2 separate regions of the Hordeum vulgare genome follow, and region 1 is linked to region 2. A link is a contact called in public Hi-C data. All regions are on one chromosome and are shown on one strand. Each heading gives the region's core, a stretch centred on a gene start, on an enhancer-like site or on the middle of the called end of the contact. The rest is flanking DNA. Distances are from core to core; before and after follow the strand shown. Region 1 holds the start of LOC123444314 (ribose-phosphate pyrophosphokinase 3, chloroplastic-like). Region 2 holds the start of LOC123444313 (NADP-dependent malic enzyme).

Region 1 (5,604 bases), core at 3,089-5,588, 270 kb before region 2:
TATGTCATCGCGTAGAGCCGATGAGCCAACAGCCCACATGTAGCGGCAGCATGGCAACAGCGCTAGCAAGCACTTCCGAAATCCTTCTTACCAACGGAATCAGCCACCGCAGACATGACATAAGTCGGAAGAAAAGTAAGTATGCAAGAATACAAGTCAGATAAAATTACTCGATCTTTTTTATTTATATAGCAGACGTATGACTCGCTTGGCCTGTCCTGCCAAGTTATTAGGCATACACTATACCCTACTCCATCGAACACTTCCCCGAGGTGAAGATGTAGGATGTGATGTGAGGTTTCTCAGGAATAATAAAGATCAGAAGATGAACTAAACAATATCCCAGCCGAGAGAAACTACTCGAAAAGAAAGGTGGGAGGAGAATGTGCTAGAAAAATGAATTAAACAATATCCCAGAGGAGCGAGCAGACCAAATCAGCTTGCTAAATCTGAAGAGCGGAAGCGATGGAATCAGCCAGGCTGAGAATTTCAAATGGCCGCCTGTCCTTGACTGCCTCGACTGTGAGAGGGCACGAGTCGGTAATCCAAAAGTGGCTCAGGGCATGCTCCGGACCCTCTGAAATGTTTACAATGAACAAGTTGGTAAGCATAATAATCAAGAAAACGCAGAGCAGATTATTTTAACATGAAAGTGCTGAACTAGCAAAAGCTCTTGAAATTTCATTTGCGAAAGGTGCTTCCACCGTAGTCATGTATACAGATGTAACTATGTGGCACGCTCAGTATTTTTAAGTCCTGTCACAAGGCCGTCTTCCAGGGGTCGATTGTATCTAGATATTGGAAGCTAACGACCATGGGGCCCTCCGCGGATTAAGTTCTACGTCTGGCCCGCTTGCCAGGACAAATGCAGCAATGTACTCTGGGCTGTTGGTCTCTTCTCAGGCTTGTAAATAACTTTGTCTTCTACCAATGCATCGAGCCGCAAAGCTTTTGTTGGGCAGTGCTTCCCACAAAGTGTTTGAACAAAAGATTTTACTTGCATAAGGAAAGGTTACGGGGCACGATGCATTCTAACTGCCTCAATGGTGAATTAGGATGCAAAGAATATATCATTGGCTTGGAGCTGAAACCTTATAGGACGGCTGTTTGCGCGAAAATCAAAAGAGGGGTTCTCCAAATTGCTTCACTCAAATTGGTGTCTCAAGGTGTTAGGACAAGATATGCATAACATTGGAGTTGAAACATGATGCAGCTCCACTGCATCAACAAGAAAGTACTCCGAAGGATGCAAGGAAAATCGTAAGACTTATGTGTCACGGTACGAACTGGAAGCCTTCTTTCTTTGGTATTTTTAGTATTTCACCTCATGCAAGCCAAGAGTTGGACAAGTTTGCAGCTAGAAGCTGACTTGGCAAAAAGAAGAGAAATATGATTTTCCCTCTAGGGCGAAGGACATTTCATATGCTAACTCAGAGAAGTCAAGAATTCAGTTGCTCAGTCAAACATGTATGGTAGGTGAAAGAATAAATGTTTAACAGTGACAAAGCTAAGAAAAAAAAGGAAACACAGGTTTGCCAACCAATTTGACCAGGTGTTCTAATTCGGTAACATGCTATTAAAAGGGGTGACAGCTGAGAAAGAAACTAATTTGCTCATAATCATATTAATTGCCTCTGAATCTCTGATCCAGGAGCAATAAAGAAAAAAAAAACTCCCTCTGTTCACTTTTATAAGATATTTAAACAATTCAGACAGCGCCCAAAACAGTTCAATGTCAGCTGTCCAAAACGTTTTATAAAAAAGAACGGAGGAAGTAATAAAAATACTAAGGGAGACACTTTAGCATGCTAATATTATGAAGCTAATGACGGGTACATACCTCCATTATCAGGCTTAAATTTCTCCCATGATTTGTTGGGGAAAATGCCGTGCGTCACGTATGCACTAACTTTTGCTGCTCCATGAGCAGCCAGCACTTTCTGCACAGAAAACATGAGTATTAATTTACACTCTTGATGAATTATGGTAAAAAATACATAATTGAGAAATAAATTTATTAACCACAAGGACACATGAGTTGAAACTACAATTAATCACCACAATAGAAGGAGATTTTTAAGCCATAAACGAATTTCATTACCTGGCATTCAATCAAAGTACCACCAGACTGCACCAAGTCATCCACTATAACAACATGACGGCCTCTAGCATCTCCCTCTTTTATACGCACAATTCTTTGATCACCTTCTCTAACTTTGTTGCATATAATCTATTTCAAGACATTTTTGCGGAAACAAGCCATTATACAATTAATAGATAAGAATGACAATTCCTGTTGGTGTTTAGAGGTAATTGGACAGAGCATATTTACCATAGGAAAATGTTGAAGTTGCTTATAGAAGCGCTTCCATGCGCCATCATCTGGAAAAGCTATGGCTATCTGAAAGACATATTAAGGAGTGTATCAGAATGATACCATATAACACTGTCAATGAAAACTTGTTTTTCTTCATTTACTTGTGACTTGAGAATACTTACATTATCAGAATCAGGTAGCTCCTGTAACCTACTTTTCAACAAGGGGATGCCGCTCTCAAAACATGGTAAGATTGAGTCTCCAAAGTAGAATCTTTCCTGATGAATTGTTGCACACAAGTTTACACACATTAATTTTTTTTATTAAGGGAGCAGGTGAAGAAGTCAACTGGTTGATATGGACGAATTGCACTTACCTGCAAAGCATGAATATCAAAAATCACTAAACTGGTAGGTCCACCTCTGGAAATTGGTATGTGTGACAAGCTTCTAGCAAGTGTAAAGGCAGTTGCAACATCTCCTTCGTCTTCCATACGCTCGGAAGTCCCAGTTGGGAAAAATGGCAGTATCAAAGTAAATGAAGCAATGAACAGCTTTGGCAGATTATATATTATCGATATTTGCTCAAAAATGACACCAGGCGAGCTAAATGATGCTAAGAAAGCAACATGTCTCCCACGAATGTTCTGGGCATTTGGTATGAACAAATCTGGGAATCCATCGGGAAACTTCCTGAAAAATTGAGCAGAAGTTAACGTGAGAGAAGTTTGGTGTAGTTTTACTAGCATTAAATAAGTTGCTGCAGAGGCAAATTTAAAAGTATTCCGTAAGTCCATGTTCCTACCTACTCCTAAATTACGATGATCAGAACATTGCGATGATTTGCATTTTCAATTCTACGTCCCTTGATGATGCCCATGAGCAACCATGTACTTATATGCTACTAAATCAGTTTTAGTATCAGTTGGTAAATGGTACTTGATGATGCCCATGAGCAATCATGCAGTATATGCTACTAAATCAGTTTTAGTATCAGTTGCTACTAGATGGTAAGTCGGCAACATGCTTCTGTTGTCCCAAGTGCCTACTGAACAAAAGTCGGGTTAGATCCCCTCCATCAATTATCAATTGGGACGTCTTCAGAATGTTTCCGCCCACTTTGGACATTTTCCCCTAACATAATTTTTTCATCAATTTAGGGAAGAAATGTCATCCTGATGCACTCTGCAAGTTTAAACGAGCCCACGCCAACGTTAGCACATCCACCTATCTGCACTGAACCGCAGCAACCGAGACACTCCCCTCCGACAGATTGAAAGCTTGGGGCTCAAATTGTGTACCCAGAGAATCCAATATCCCGGACGCACCAAATAAAAAATTCAAACACCTTAATAACAAACAAGTAGAAAAACAAAGCAACTCAATCAATACTAGTAGGAGTGAAGAGGAGGCTCGATCGGGACCTCCAGGAGATGGTGCAGAGCTCGATGTCGTCGTTCCGGGCGGCCACCTGGCGGGCGAGATCCCCCATCTCCTCGCAGTGGTAGAGCAGGATGCTCTTCTGCGCCCCCGCGCCGCCGGCCATCTTCGGCACGGCCAGCGGCGTGACGTCGGGGTGCAGCACGTGGAGGCCGGTGCCGTTGCTGCGGACCCCGCCGAGGTGGAGGCTGGCGTGGAGCCTGCCGGAGGCGGAGGCGGAAGCCCCGGGGGAAGGCCACGGGAATGCGAGGCTGGGTTTCGGGCCTGGGTGCGCGGTCGGGGCTGGGGTTTTGGCGCGGAGGGCGGCGGGGGAGGCGGAGGCGGAGGCGGCCGTTGCCATCTTCGGTCTGCTTCGCCTGTCACGCGCGCCGGGAGGGGACGAGACTGGTTCTGATGTGGCAGGTGAGAAGCTGGGGAGGTGCGCCCGGTGCTTTATGTACTACGACGGCTGTTGGTTTACCGTGAGCGAGAAATGTCGCGGGGTTGGGCAGAGCGGCGTGGGCGCACCGGCGGCAGACGGTGGGTAGGTGCAGTCCAGGGCGGGCTCACGACTGGGGACGATGGCGTATGCCTGCCGGAGTGCCGGTGGGTGTGGTCATGGTCAGCCGATAAGGATCCGAAACGACGTTTCCTTGTCCTGACTTGTTTAGATCCGTGTCATCTTTGCTTCTTGTCCGTTTAAATCGAGCTTGGCGATCAAATTTCTTGTTAGGGCCGGACGTCTCAAATCCGTTTAAAACGCCGCGGTCGGTTAGTGACCGGTGAAAAACAGCGACCCATACGAGCCTTAAATCGGCCCGAGACACTCGACGGCTGACACCCCTTGTATCCACGTAAAATATGAATCTCTAATCTCTAGTCTCTAATAATAATAAAGATAAAGATAAAGATAATAATAAAGAGGCTATTGCTTTCGTCGGAAACCCACCGCGGTATTTTTATAAAAAAAATCTGTAATTTTTATTATTCAACCTGCGTTCCATCATTTATCTACAACGTAAAAGGAAAAAAACGATTCGCTGCAAAAATTATATCCGTACGCATCGCCTCCTCCCGTCGACACTGGGCCACCCTGGCCTGTGCCCAGGCCGCCGCCACACCACTCGCCGTCGCGGCCGACCACAACCGCCACCGTTGCCGATCTCAACCCACCCGTCTCTGCGACCGTATCTCTCCCCGCTCACTGCCCCCGTTGCGGCGCTCGAGCGCATCACGTCGACCCTGGTCCACCTTGGCCTGTGCCCAGGCTGCTGCCACACCACTCGCCGCCGCGGCCGACCTCAACCACCACTGTTGTCGATCTCAACCCACCCGCCTCCTCGGTCGTACCTCTGCCCGCTTGCTGCCCCCGTTTCGGCGCTCGAGCACAGCTTCTGGATCAAATCAACGCGACAGCTACATTGATTGGGGATGATGCGTCTGCTCGATGCATAACGACGGCGCCGCGGCGGAGCGAAGTACTTGCAGGTGGAGGCGAGCCTCCATGGCTCACATGGAGAACTCCGAGGTTATGGCGCGGCAACAGCGACTCCTTATGGCCAGATAGAGGCGCCTAACCCTTGCTCCCCTCATCGTATCCCCTCCTCCGGCAGGAACTCATCATCTGGTGAGATCCCCTCCCCATGCCTCCAACCCTGTGCCAAGAACCGACAAGAATATTTGTTTTGTGGGGATTTGTTTGCTGATGAATGAATGTATTGAATGTAAGATTGTATTGTTGTAGAGACAGAGAATGGAACACCACCTTCAGTTTGTCATCTGATCCCACATTCTCTACCCCATGAATGACATAAGATAACAGTCCATTGATCAATTCACGTAGCCTCTTTGTTTTGCTTTGCTTGTCCC
Region 2 (5,586 bases), core at 68-2,567:
TCAGAGTGCACTGAATCAGAGATGAGCCCACACATGAAATTAAGAATCGACGATTTTCAGACCTGGAGCTCCTGGGATATGACTATTGGTGGCAAAAGGCCACGAAGGTAGTGTGTTTCGCGCTCCTTCTCTGTGAAGGCAAGCCCCTTGTTGTAGCGTGGATCCCTCAGCAAATTGTAACCGCTGCCACACACCAAACAAGTCAGAATTCCCATTTGAGCATATATATAGCCACTAATTTCGCCTTCCGTACGGATGAACATGCATTTCCATTGGTAAGTGACTCCAATTCTATCATGTCAGTTTTATGATATTAGGCGAAGTACTATTGTCTAGTGTCAACTACGACGTACTTAAGACCAAATCAGTTTGGCGACCTCAGGTATACAAAATCGAAACATATCACAGTTTCATATGAAAACACGAAGCATCATGTTTTAAAACCTTTTCCCTGTCAATTGTCGTCAGTAACCACCTAGTAGGATAAAAAACACCAGTAACTATTCCTTCAGCAGATTTTGTTAGGACTTGTCTATTTCTAAGTTGCATGACTTTTTATTTCACCCTAGTCATCTTTTGAAGCATCCGACCATCATACATAACTTTAAGAGTAAAATTGCAACTGCGCTTTTCTCTTCTGAAATTGCACACTTTCAAGTTCAATACTGCGATATTAGGTGACTGAAATTTCTGAAAAGTTGGCAACTGAGAATTGATTAAACTGTCCGAAATTCCGATAACCAGAAGACACAAAACGCCATAACCTCCTACTAAATCGTTTGTCTCAGGGAAGAAACAGAAACACCTACCTAGCGGATCAGAAAGCTTATCCTTAAAAATGAACCAAGCGAAGAAACCCTCCGACTCGGACGCTCACCTCGCGACGGAGACGGTCCACGGCGTGACGAGCTGCTCCTCGGTGGCGCGGTCCTCGCCGTAGGTGTCCTCGACGCCGCCGCCCACCGTGGCCGCGTCGTCCATGTCCAGCACGCACGGCGCCCCGCATCCCCGTATCTCCTTCATGGTGCTCTCCATCTCCCCCTTCGCCCCAGACTCCGCCGATGCCACGAACCCCCTCCTACCAGCGTGCCACCACCTCGCCGCCGCCGCCGCTAGCCCCCTCCGCGTTTCCCCGCACAGGTGGCACCCGCAGCAACCCCTCCGCGCACCGCTTGAGCTGCTCCCCTGGTATCGCCACTGCCACTGCCGCGCTAGTAGCTGGTGATGGAGCAATGGTGTATAATATCAAAGGTGGTGGTGCGGTTAGCCGGGAGCAAATATATTATCGTCGATCGACCCAAGGCAGCAATTAGGGGTGGACCGAAGGAGGGGGCGGGGGAGTGGGGGATTACCGGGAGGAAGCGGGCGCGCATGGCCGCTGCCGAGCGGGCCCCGCCGGCCACCGCCCTGACAGCGACGGCGAGGCGCCTCGCCCCGGCGGCGGAAGGGGTGGAGCGGGGAGGAGGGAAACAAGTGGAAGCTTGAAACGTGGTTGGTTTGCGTCTGCTTTGCCTCGCGCCGTTTGGTTGTGCCACGAATCGAGGTTTTCGGTAAATGATCCCTGCAAAAATGGGTTTTGGTAAATGATCTGCTTTTTTTTTTTTGGCTGTGAAATGATCTGATTTTACACTTTTTTTTTTTTATAAACTCAGCCGTTATGGTACTGTTTTTGGCACGTTTTCTGTTATTATTTTTAACACATTACAATCAAAACTACTCACATACACGAACATACAATCATTCTATAAACACACACATCTACATCCTACTTCATGCTTTCTATTGCTAGGATGGATAGGTTATGCTTTTTTTTAATAGAGGTTTAAGCTACAAGTAACGTGTTTTTGTATTTGTTTTTGATGAATCCACATTATCTGTAAAGCGAGTCTTACACAAGATCGAATAAAAGCACGAGTAGAAGCAAGCATTGATCAATTCAAGAAATTGGGAGATCTTGTTCAGAGCTATGGCTAGTTGGGCTAGGTTTGAGTAGTTGCTTTAGTTTTCTTATAGCGTGATGTGTACCGTGGTTGAGGTTGGAAGACCTTCTTCGAAGCTATGGTTGGATGTGCTAGGCGCGAGTATATTTGGCTATATCTCAGATCAGGCAGGACTCTTGGCTAGGCCAAAAAGATTTCGATGTCCGCAGGACAGGTTCAATCTCATCTTGACACGACAAATTTCTACATTTCCAAGACCCGAGTCTGGCCGAGGCAAAGTCCAAGAAAACGAAGCATGGCCGACGTCCTCACATAAGCAATAAAAAATTATGTCCAACAGAAGCAATAAAACAACAAAAACAACAAAACATATGCATATATATCACTTATCAGCGGTATAACTGCATTACAACACAAGTTTTACATCAAACAACAACAAATAGCAGTACTAAAAAGACAACAAAACAACAACAGAACATCGCTAGTTTTTGATAACACAATAACACAATTTTATAGGAAAAACAATAGCGCATCGACATCTAAATGTTCTAGTTCCGACGACAACATCTAAACGGTCAAGTTTCGACGAAGGCAAGTGCATGAATATTATTACGTCAACCAAAATAAAGACTAGTTGTTAGTTGGCTGCCATCTCGTCATGGCTTCTCCCAATCTTCTACTCTTCTCGTTGCTCTAGTCTAGCAACAACTCTACACGATGAGATGAACAGAAAGTTAGTTGTTAGTATATATAAGGTACAAATTGATAATTGACATGAACAAAAAAATAGAGATATTACATTCTCCATCTCAAGAAGATTAATCTTCATCATTATGTAGCGCAATCACTTCTCCTGTCTTTCTCTTATTATCCGTAACAATAGATTGGGTTAATAATCATTTGCAAGTAAAACATATAAATAAGAACGTGAAGCAAACAAGATTACCGTTCATACCTTCTTTTTCTATAGTTTTCAACGATCCCGCAAACACATTAAGGCCTCAAGAATCTTTGGTTTAAGTGAGCTTTGGTTCAGGGTTATAACCTTCTTACTCAAGCTAAAAGCAGATTCTGAAGCAACACTTGACATAGGAATTGCAAGGATATCACATGCCATTCTTGCTAGCTACGGATACCTATCTGGAGACTTACTCCAAAAAATTGAGATATTGACATTTTCATTTAACCTCTTCGCAGGTTCGGTCAAGAACAATTTCAATTCAGATTTCTCTTCAAGTGAGCCAGTGGTTTCCACATACTGATCATAGTCAGAAAAGGCACCAAGTCCACAAGTGCTTGAGGATCCACTTGTTGCTAAATTCTAATTGACATGTATGCCACTACCGTACCCATTCGATAAAGAAGTCGTTGTACTTTTAACAAGATTAATGCGTTAAAAGGCAAGTATGCATATGAAACTAACTCTATCAGGGAAAGCAAGAATAGTTTCCATCAATTCATTTTTCTGGCTAAGAAACATTGCCATTATCTCTCTTTTTATCATGTGTCACCAATAGACTTGAATTATGCACAACAAGCAGACATCATTGTTCTAAATCCATCTTCTTCAACTGTCGTAAATGGATGATGACCGAACACAAGATAAATATAGATTAAATTCCTAGCAACTTAAACATCAAATCTACCATTTTTTAATGCAGTTGTTCCATCATCATTTGTTTCAGATTTTAAGAGAAAGTTATTCATTGTCGCTTGATGGCTCTTATGCTTCTTTTTAGTATGCACATTTATACCTAGTATGAGGAGGATCCGCATGCACATCAACCCTTCTAATTCTTTGGGTGGTAATCTGGTTCATCACCCTCTGGCCCTTCTAATTCTCCTCTTCAACATGATCAAACTGCACCATACACACAACAGTACAACAACATATTACAAATGCATCATATGCAAACAATAGAAGATTTTTGTATACAACACATGTAATTTCTACAACACCATCGTGATGGGGACTGGGCCGCTCTTGTACTGCTCTGCTTCCCATCGGCCACACGTCCTCCCTCGCTATAAGAGACGCTCGGGGCGGGTTGGGCCTAATTTTGGGCTAAAATTGAATCCCGGGCCTAGCCGGAGTTGTTGTTCGGAGTGCATATTGAGGGCTAGGCCCGGCCTGGCCCAACTCAGAAATTATGGGTCGGGTCAGGCGGGCCATCTGGGCCGGGTTTTCCATGGCGAGATATAGGCGCGAGTAGTTAGGGCAACTCCAACGGGCCGACCTAAACGGACGTCGATTTTGTCCGTCTGGGTCGACCAGGCGGACACGAACGTCCGCTTCCGCAAATGGGTCGGCACATGTGTTCAACGTTGGTCGGACCCATTTTTGTGGCGTGCGAAAAAATATATAAAAGTGCATAATTAAACATTAAAAGCCGGCTACGAAGGCCCGCGAGAGTCCACACATCCGCATTACACTAATTAAACATAAAAAAACCTAAAACTACGAAGCACCCTAGGCGACGGCGTCGCCATCGTCGGAGCCGGTGAGGAGGCACCCTAGGCGACGACGTCGTCATCGTCGGAGCCGGTGAGGTCAACCAGCGTAGGCGCAGGGCCAGCCCAGGAGAACGCCGTGTTCCAGAGCGCAGCTGCCTGCGCCTCCGCCGTCTGTCCCGCCGGTGCGGGCTGTGCTGATGGCGGTGACAGCGCAACAGCAGGGGCACACTCCTCCTCCTCCAACTTCCGTCGTTCCTCCTCCACCTTCTTCTCCAGCTCCATCAGCCGAAGGCCTTCGGCGCGCTCTGCCCGTAGGTGATGCGTCCTCCAGTGCTCGAGGTAGGCTTGCTCCTGCTACGGTGTCGCGCCCATCCAGATGGGCGGCACACTAACAAACTCGTTGACGATGCCGGTCCACTGGTAGACCTCCCGCGGCTCCGTGGGCTCGGGCTTCGGCGAACGTGGCGAAGGTGGGACAACGCAGTTGCCGGCGGCTGACAGCGCGATGGCCTCCGCGAGCTGCTGCTGGTACGCCGCGTCCTCGTCGGCCTTTGCGCCGCGCTTCCTCCTTGTTGTCACGGAGAACAACTGCCAGCGCCGCCTGGTAGGCGGCCTCAGCCTCCTGGTCCTCGTCGGTGACGACATGCGGGGGCGGCGGAGGGCCTCCTCGCTACATGGCGTGCATGCCATGACGACGCTTCTCCTCGTGCTCCACCGCGAACCAGAGCTCCCAGTTGGGGGAGTCGGCCGCGTATGCAGGGTTTCGCCGCTGCTCCATCGTCAGCACACGCTGACGGCGGCTCACCTCCTCCGCATGCACCCATGCCGACCGCAGCACGGCCGACACCGGGATCCTCTCCGGATCCAGATGCCAGCCGTGCGGCATGGTGACGTCGGGGTAAGGAGCGGCACGTGGTGCTCCCAGTGTCACCGCGTTTGGTGCACCGGGACGCTCACATGCTGGCGAGGCCGACGGGAAGACGACGCCGAGGGTAGAGCGGGGCCTTGCCCTTGTTTGGAAAGCCGTCGGCCATGGTGCTAGGGTTTTGGTCGCCGAGGAGGTGGCGGGATGGGGACGTGCAAGTTCTGAAAGCAGATGGAGGAACCCAATGCATGCTCGAATTACAAAAGGCCGACCACGGTCGCTGACGCGTGGGCTCGAGGATGACAATCGTCATAAATAATGTTGACC

The links. A called contact is a pair of places that touch in the nucleus more often than the background predicts.
Region 1: a contact with region 2 is called in a Hi-C map of seedling, with 4 times the contacts expected there. The contact joins the promoter of LOC123444314 here to the promoter of LOC123444313 in region 2. A contact is called at or near these places in 2 of 6 Hi-C or Micro-C datasets (leaf and seedling).

The regions. Positions count from the first base shown.
Region 1 is chr3H:467,866,082-467,871,685 of MorexV3_pseudomolecules_assembly, reverse strand. It overlaps LOC123444314 (ribose-phosphate pyrophosphokinase 3, chloroplastic-like), which reads right to left and starts at 4,338. Exons shown (of 7, transcript XM_045120999.1): 1 at 3,741-4,338; 2 at 2,694-3,009; 3 at 2,500-2,595; 4 at 2,333-2,401; 5 at 2,102-2,230; 6 at 1,841-1,940; 7 at 162-577. The coding sequence starts at 4,096. The coding sequence ends at 444.
Region 2 is chr3H:467,597,720-467,603,305 of MorexV3_pseudomolecules_assembly, reverse strand. LOC123444313 (NADP-dependent malic enzyme) reads right to left here and starts at 1,317. Exons shown (of 19, transcript XM_045120998.1): 1 at 878-1,317; 2 at 63-183. The coding sequence starts at 1,035.